2 separate regions of the Gossypium hirsutum genome follow, and region 2 is linked to region 1. Evidence: chromatin contacts called from public Hi-C data. All regions are on one chromosome and are shown on one strand. Each heading gives the region's core, a stretch centred on a gene start, on an enhancer-like site or on the middle of the called end of the contact. The rest is flanking DNA. Distances are from core to core; before and after follow the strand shown.

What was found. Hi-C and Micro-C count contacts between places; a contact is called where the count stands out from the background.
Region 2: a contact with region 1 is called in a Hi-C map of leaf, with 2.3 times the contacts expected there. The contact joins the promoter of LOC121209722 here to the promoter of LOC121209718 in region 1. A contact is called at or near these places in 2 of 34 Hi-C or Micro-C datasets (both in leaf).

What each region holds. Positions count from the first base shown.
Region 1 is chrA11:8,804,516-8,808,002 of Gossypium_hirsutum_v2.1, reverse strand. It overlaps LOC121209718 (L-3-cyanoalanine synthase 1, mitochondrial), which reads right to left and starts at 1,979. Exons shown (of 2, transcript XM_041080948.1): 1 at 1,417-1,979; 2 at 175-590. The coding sequence starts at 1,590. The coding sequence ends at 474. All of the region lies in intron 6 of LOC107924412 (bifunctional L-3-cyanoalanine synthase/cysteine synthase 1, mitochondrial), which reads right to left. It overlaps TRNAY-GUA (transfer RNA tyrosine (anticodon GUA)), which reads right to left and starts at 2,480; the gene lies at 2,394-2,480.
Region 2 is chrA11:8,981,666-8,985,543 of Gossypium_hirsutum_v2.1, reverse strand. It overlaps LOC121209722 (probable receptor-like protein kinase At5g24010), which reads left to right and starts at 1,598. Exons shown (of 1, transcript XM_041080958.1): 1 at 1,598-3,529. The coding sequence starts at 1,891. The coding sequence ends at 3,303.

The DNA of each region.
Region 1 (3,487 bases), core at 730-3,229:
TTCGTGGGATCTGTGAGAACCAAACCAGCTCCAAATGCTCTCATGGTGACTCTTCTCTCCAAGCTTGTGTAAGAAGGCATAGTTAGAACCATCTTATAACCTTTCGTGGCTGCCATGAATGCCATACTTATCCCCATGTTACCTGATGTCGGCTCTATCAGAGTTGTCTAACATAAAGTTGAAAAATGTATTAGGGGGTAGAAATTAAAGCCACTCAACATCAAAGTTCAAATCATATAGGAATTCACAGTTTCCATCAACAATTTAATGATGCCCTTCGGCAAAAGCCGAACCTTTCCGGGAGAAATTAAGTTTTTCTTTTCTGCATCGGTAATCATGGAGAATGCTGGTCTGTTGATATAGAAGTGTGTATTAGTTTCGATTTGGCCTTGTATCACAAACTCTACTTCTCTAAAACTTCAAACTAATACTAAATCATAAAGTTCCAAATGCCATGAAGGGCTCGGAAGCAACTAGTCCCTGTCTTTAATGCTAGCAGTGGGCATCATCATCTCCTGCTTCACAACTATGTATGCACCACAGCCTTCAGTTACTTTATTAAGAAAAACAAGAGGTGTTCTTCCAATTAACTGAAACATGTAAGAACCAATTCTCATATAAAGGATGAACTTCATTTAAACAAGAATTTCAAATTTTTAAGAGATAAACAGGGAGACGACTATTCCTCTTATGAATTAAGCATGCTCTGGTGTTGACCATCCACATACCGATTTTTGGCAGAATCTTAAGATAATCGTCACTGAACATCTTATCATTTTCTTTTAGTTTTATTTCTTTTTTGCAAAGCCTAATTAATTAGCAGATTATACAGACTTTTGACTGTTAATCACAGCTTAGCCATCCTTGAACTTCCAATTTACCCCATGCATGCTCACTTCATTGAATGTCTTCACCAAGATAATCCTTGCACTTTTTACATTATGTTTCACTTTGAAATGAAAAAAAAAAAGATGATGGTACTTGGATTTTTTACATTTTTAAAGGAAATAAGACAGAATTTTATTAGCAGAGCTACTAATTCACTACTTCAAGTAAATAAATATTTAGAATGCAAAGCAAAACCAACAGATATAGGAATTGTTTAAACTTTAAAAGGCAATTCAGTGAAGTAACTATGTTCTACACGACAAACTTGCTAAACGATCTGTTTAAAAAGAAAAAAAAAATCCATTTTTAAGAATTGTTTAGAACAAAACAAATGGGAAAACCCAAAAGAGAAGAAGATTGCATAAAAAGAAATTAAAAATGATTAAGCATCCAACAACCTTCTCAGATCATGGGATATTGGGAATACGCTAATCTTTAATGAAAAAACAACCTTGAAAAGGTCAAAAACCAAAAGGAAGGGGGAAAAAACAAAAATAATTAATTGCAAACAATTGTGAATGAGACTACCTGGTAAACTTCGCTCTTAATTTTAGTATCAAGAAGATCTGTAGGAAGATCTCCAAGTCTTTGAGCAAAAGAAGGAGAATCAATGATGGGTTCGGTGGACACCAGCCTCCTTGTCATCATCAGCTCGTTGTATGTTAAACATCTTTTCGTAAGGAAGCTCATTAGAGCAGCCATTAATGGAAGTTTTGAAGAAACTCTGCTACACTAAATGCAGAACTGAGCTGCGAGGTATTTCTTCCCTTCAATTATCACCTTAAAATCATTTTTACTACTTTTTGTCAAATTTAGCACCCGAAACTCGCGCATCACTTGAAAAAATGCTTCGTCAGATGTATTTCTGTAAAACACAGTCTGATGCGGCTCGTTATACTGATGAGGTGCGCCCTGTTTACCATTTCAGGTTTTTAAGTCTTTTCAAAGACTCCTTAATGAATAACTTTCACATTTTGGGTTGGAAGTGAAGTTTGCACCACGAACTGCGTAGCCGAATTCATATATTGATCCATTGAAGTAAATAAGTAGTTGCTATGGTTTGTCTGAATACTGAGGTTATGCGACGCTATTTTTGTGTTTGATGGATTGCTTTGTTAATAATATATATCATGTGTTATATTATTTTCAGGATTTTAACTTGTCCACTATGAGTATTATGTAAAGTTTATTCTAATTTTCTATTAAAAATTGTTTTAAATTTATTTAATCATTATAATTTGTACCTAATTAATTAATTTATTATCCAATTCAGCCCATTAAAAAAATCCAGTTATCTCCAAATATATATACTATTGTGTGGTTGAAAGAAAATTACAGGATTGAATTTTTCAGCCACATAATACATGAATATTTAAAACAATTTTTAGTAGAAAAATTAAAACTAACTTTACCTAGTAAAATTCGGACTTCATTTATTTGATAAAATTGATAATGGAGAGAATTAAATTGATCTCGGATGGGAAAAGTAAAAAGAAGGAAAATAATCCGACCTGCCGGATTCGAACCAGCGACCTAAGGATAACAGCTTTCACAACTACAGTCCTCCGCTCTACCAACTGAGCTAAGGTCGGCTTATGTTTTCGAGTCACTTTAAATTTATTAATTCATTATAAAAGGAAGAGATCAATGAATAATATCAAGAAAACTGAAAAGCAATTCTGTTCGTAAAAAAAACAATCGTTATTATGTGAATTGAATTTTACAATTATGTTTTGATTTCTATATTTTTTAAATATAAAAATAAATATTTTACACATAAATTAGTGAAAAAAAAATACGAAGCGAACCAATTTGGATTGGTGATGATTTTCTAAAATGTTAAGGTCAAATTCAATCCGTTTATATTTTTGTTAAATTGATTTTTAATTTTTGGCTTAATAACAAATTTGGCCAATAATATTTACATATTTTGTTAAAATGACCTTAATTTAATTTTTAGTATTTTTTTACCATCAACCTTTATTATTTTTTCCAAATTGTTCTTTTAACAGATTTGAGAAAGTACAGTTAAAAAAGTTAACGGGATGACGTGGAATTTCATACATTTAATGAGTTGTGATTTATTACTTAGATAACCCAATAAAATAATTACATGTGAAAAATAATAAAAATAAATAAATAAATTATAAAGTTAAAAAAACTCTTAATTTAAAAAAATAAGCGTAATTATCTACAAAAAGTTTAAATTAATGCACATATTTAGTATTTTCGGTTTGATTTATTAATTATCTTTTTTAAAACCTCTTTGTAAACAAATGTATGCATTCATTTTAAAACCTTTTTTTAGATAATTAAGTTTATTTTCTTTAAATTAAGAGTTATTTTTTAATTTCATGTATGATTTATTTATTTTATTATTTTTCACATGTAATTATCTTATCGGGTTACCTAAGTAATAAATTACATGTCATTAAAAATATTCCACATCATCCACATTAAGTTTTATAATGGTACTTTAATTAAATCTGTTTGAAAAAGCAGTTTGAAAAAAAAAACCTAAGGTTAACGGCCAAAAAAAGACTCAAAAATATAATTAGGGTTATTTTGACAAAACATGTAAATGTTAGTGGCAAAATTT
Region 2 (3,878 bases), core at 349-2,848, 180 kb before region 1:
TAGGGAATATGGAGAAAATGGTTAGATGCTTTGTTTGGAGGCCGATTGGCACAAGTCGAAAACCAACTTTGATAGCAAATTCTATTGTTTGGAAGTCTCTTACTACTAGGATTTGGGGAGAAATAAAAGAAATCGAATGGTGGACAATAGGTGAGGGGAAAAGTGTTAAATTTTGGTTGGGTGCCTGGGTACCTAATGTTGGTCCATTACGGGATCATTGTTCTGATAAGTCCATAGACGTTGATGCGTTAGGATGTTGGAAGTGGAGCTAATTGCAACTGTATTTCCTCCAAGTGAAGTTGCTGGATCCAATAATTGCTTGTGGAATTGGTCTAAAATTGGTCAATTCTGTGTCTAAAAGTTATACGAGTTTAGCGAAGGGAAGATGGGCGCCAATGGGCAAGAGATGGATTATAATATGGACACTCAAATGCTCGCAAAGGGTCCAGTTTTAATTATGGCTAATGGTAAATGATAGATTGTTAACGAACTCCGAAAGGTGTAAACGCGGGATGGCTACAGATGCCTCATGCTTAATTTGCGAATGTTTCCGAGAGACGACCTTGCATGTGATCAGAGATTGTGCAGCTTCGCATTCGACATGGATTCACTTTGTGTCGCAGCAAATTAGAGGTAACTTCTTCAATTTGCCACTTGCTTAATATTCAGCATGATACAATATTTCATTTAGAAGAGGTGGATTGGAGTACCTTGTTTGGAGTGGTCTGTTGAAAATTGTGGAAACAGATGAACTTTGGGTATTTGCAAATCATAATTTTTGTGATGTTGCAACACAAAACCAAAGAATTAGCTGGGCAAGAAGTATCAAACAAGTTGAATAAAATGATCTTATGATCAGCAACAGCTACTGAGCACTGGTTGGATCAAAGTGAACACGAATGGCGCTGTTAATATAACAACCGAGATGGCAATAGTTGGGGATTTGATTCGAGATGAGAAGGGAGAACGGCTGTTGGGCTTTAATAGACATAATCCAAGCAGAATTATGGTCCATTTATGTTGCTTGGACAAAGGGGTTGAAGAAGGTAGTCATTGAAAATGACAATGCAATGGTGGTGGATATGATTAACAAGGCTGATTTTGGATGAAGTTATATCAAATACTTGTGTTGCAGACAATGGATTGTTAAATTCGTTCATCATGTGTTCCCAGAAGTAAATTCTACAGCGAATTTTGTTGCGGCCTTTTAAGGGCTTAGCCCTTCTCTTTTACCCCCCCCCAAAAAAAAAGCCCTTCAAATTTTAAATTTCTAAAAATTCTTGGATGTGTCAAATTTCTAAAAAAGCCCTTTTCTTTACGTTATACGTGATGTGTATTTAGAGGTTTTCATGAATCAGAGTTGAGTTGAATTCGGACAAATTCACGTAAAATATTTAGATTAATTTTTTAAATTCGAGTTTGACTCAATCTAAAAAATAGACTTGTTTGTTTCCCCAGGCTAACCAATTTAAGAAAAATAAATTTAAGCTAGATTGGATCCACTCATATTTACTCTAATCAAATAAAAACATAAACAACACGTTGAAATGAAAGTAAAACGTCCAAGTGGCGTAAATTATAAACATAAAATTAAAACTGGTATGTGAAGGTTATTATTATTAATATGTTTTCAAATGAAGATTGATTGGGTGGTGCGGTGTCAAGTTTCATACGCACGTTGCTTACCCCAGCGGCAACGCGCATTTCTCACCTAAATCCCAAAAGATATAATTAGAATCTCCCGTGTCCTGACAACTATCTTGACTCATCAATTTTCGCGTTAACTCAGGTCGTCTCCTTTTTGACTCAGTCTCACAAAACCACGCTCAATCATATCTACTTCCCCATTTTTCCTTCACTTCCTGCATATTCTTTGATCCGTTTTCTCCCATGGAAACTTTGTTTACGAGATTGGGCTTCTCTTTCTTCCTTCTTTATTTCTTGGTCTCTTGCGATCTCTCTTTATCTTTCTCTCCGGTGGACAATTATCTCGTCAATTGTGGCGCCTTGCTGGATGCCACCGTAGATAATCGTCGCTTCGTCTCCGACTCGTCCGATTCTTCTCACTCGCATCTCTCTTCACCTCAATTGTTCTCACTCTGTGCTGGAACTTTGCTGCCGGGTCTGCCTCCGATCTATCATACCGCCAGGGTTTTCAAGGCACCGTCTAAATATGTTTTCGATGTCAAGGATCCAGGGACACACATGTTACGTCTCCATTTTCACCGATTCAGTTCACCACAATTGAATCTTGCTGACTCTAAATTTCACGTTTTGGTTAATGGGTTGGTAGCTTTGACCAATTTTAGTGGTGGGGGTTCGGTGGGTCCTAAGGTTATCGAATATTTGCTTTGGTTTAACTCTGAAAAGGTTGAAATTACTTTTCTTCCTGCTGAAAAATCGAAATTTGCTTTTGTTAGTGCGATTGAAGTGATATCTGCACCTAAAGATTTGATACTTGAAACTGCTCAGTCTGTGAATGGTGATAAAGTTGAGAATTTAAATAAACAAGCATTTGAAGTTATGTATAGGGTAACTATAGGAGGTCCTAAAGTCACTCCATTTAATGATTCTCTGTGGAGGACTTGGTTGCCTGATGACGACTACTTTAAATCGAAGGAAGGATCAAATAGGGTGTATTTTAGTGGTAGGATTAAGTACCAAGAAGGTGGTGCAAGTCGTGAAGTTGGTCCTGATAATGTATATAATTCGGCTCGGTTAATCGAGAGCAAGAATGCTTCGATTCCTAATGTGAACCTTTCATGGGAGTTTCCGGTGATTGAGGGTTATCAGTATCTTGTTAGACTCCATTTCTGCGATATTGCTAGCATATCCCTTGGATTGTTGTTTTTCAATGTTTATGTTAATGGACATTTGGCATATAAAGATTTGGATCCTTCGGCCGTTACCAATTATTTGTTGGCTTCTCCGTTTTTTGTGGACTTGGTAGTTGATGCTGATCATTCCGGGATAGTGAATGTAACTGTTGGACCTTCGAACAAGAGCATGGCATACGCGGTGGATGCTATCCTAAATGGAGTGGAGATCATGAAGATAAGTAACTGGATGGGTAGTTTCGACGGTACGTTGCCTGCAGAGTCAGTTTTGAAGTGTTTGCCAAGGAAAAGAAGAGTTGGTTTTCTGCTTCCTTTGATTGCTCTTGTGTGTTTATTGCTGAGCTTATCAGCAATCATACGTAGGAGGAATGAAAAGGTGGAGTCAGTGCTATGGTCAAAATTGCCAATGGAGGTCCATGAAATTTCTCCAAAGCAAGGTAAACAACAATTATCAAGTAAAGTATAAATACATGGTTATGGATCCACTGGGTTTTGTGATATAATACCGCATACTAATGGTGGCTATCAGTTCCCATCATATTAAATAGTTTGTTTGAGTTTGAAATTTGTGAAGGAGCTTTGTGTCTGTAAACAGAATAGAATGTTGTTTTCCAGTTTATCTCATCATGTTTGTGATTGGATTGATGCTATTGGGATGGTTTATTTAATGTAATAAATATTTCACCATGAAATCCTAGTTATTTTTACTTAAAACCAACCCGAAATCTCATCCTTTCTCTGAGGTCAGTGGACAGTTAAATGCTAAACTTCTTTATGTTAACCCAATTTACACATTAAAACATTGGTTTTGGTGGCTGTTTGAATTTACCTAAAAAATGAGTTGTGCTACTCCTTGGATCATGGTTCATATCACACCCACCATTACGGCCAGATTAAAATTAAAAATTATTAAAGATATTTACTTAGAGTTAAAAATGGAAATAGAAACAAGGAAAAAGAAAATTGAAGATTAGTATTGTTAAATGAAGGGTCCAGTGCATCCACTAGAATCTCTTTATCTTGCGCTGAAAATTGTATAGG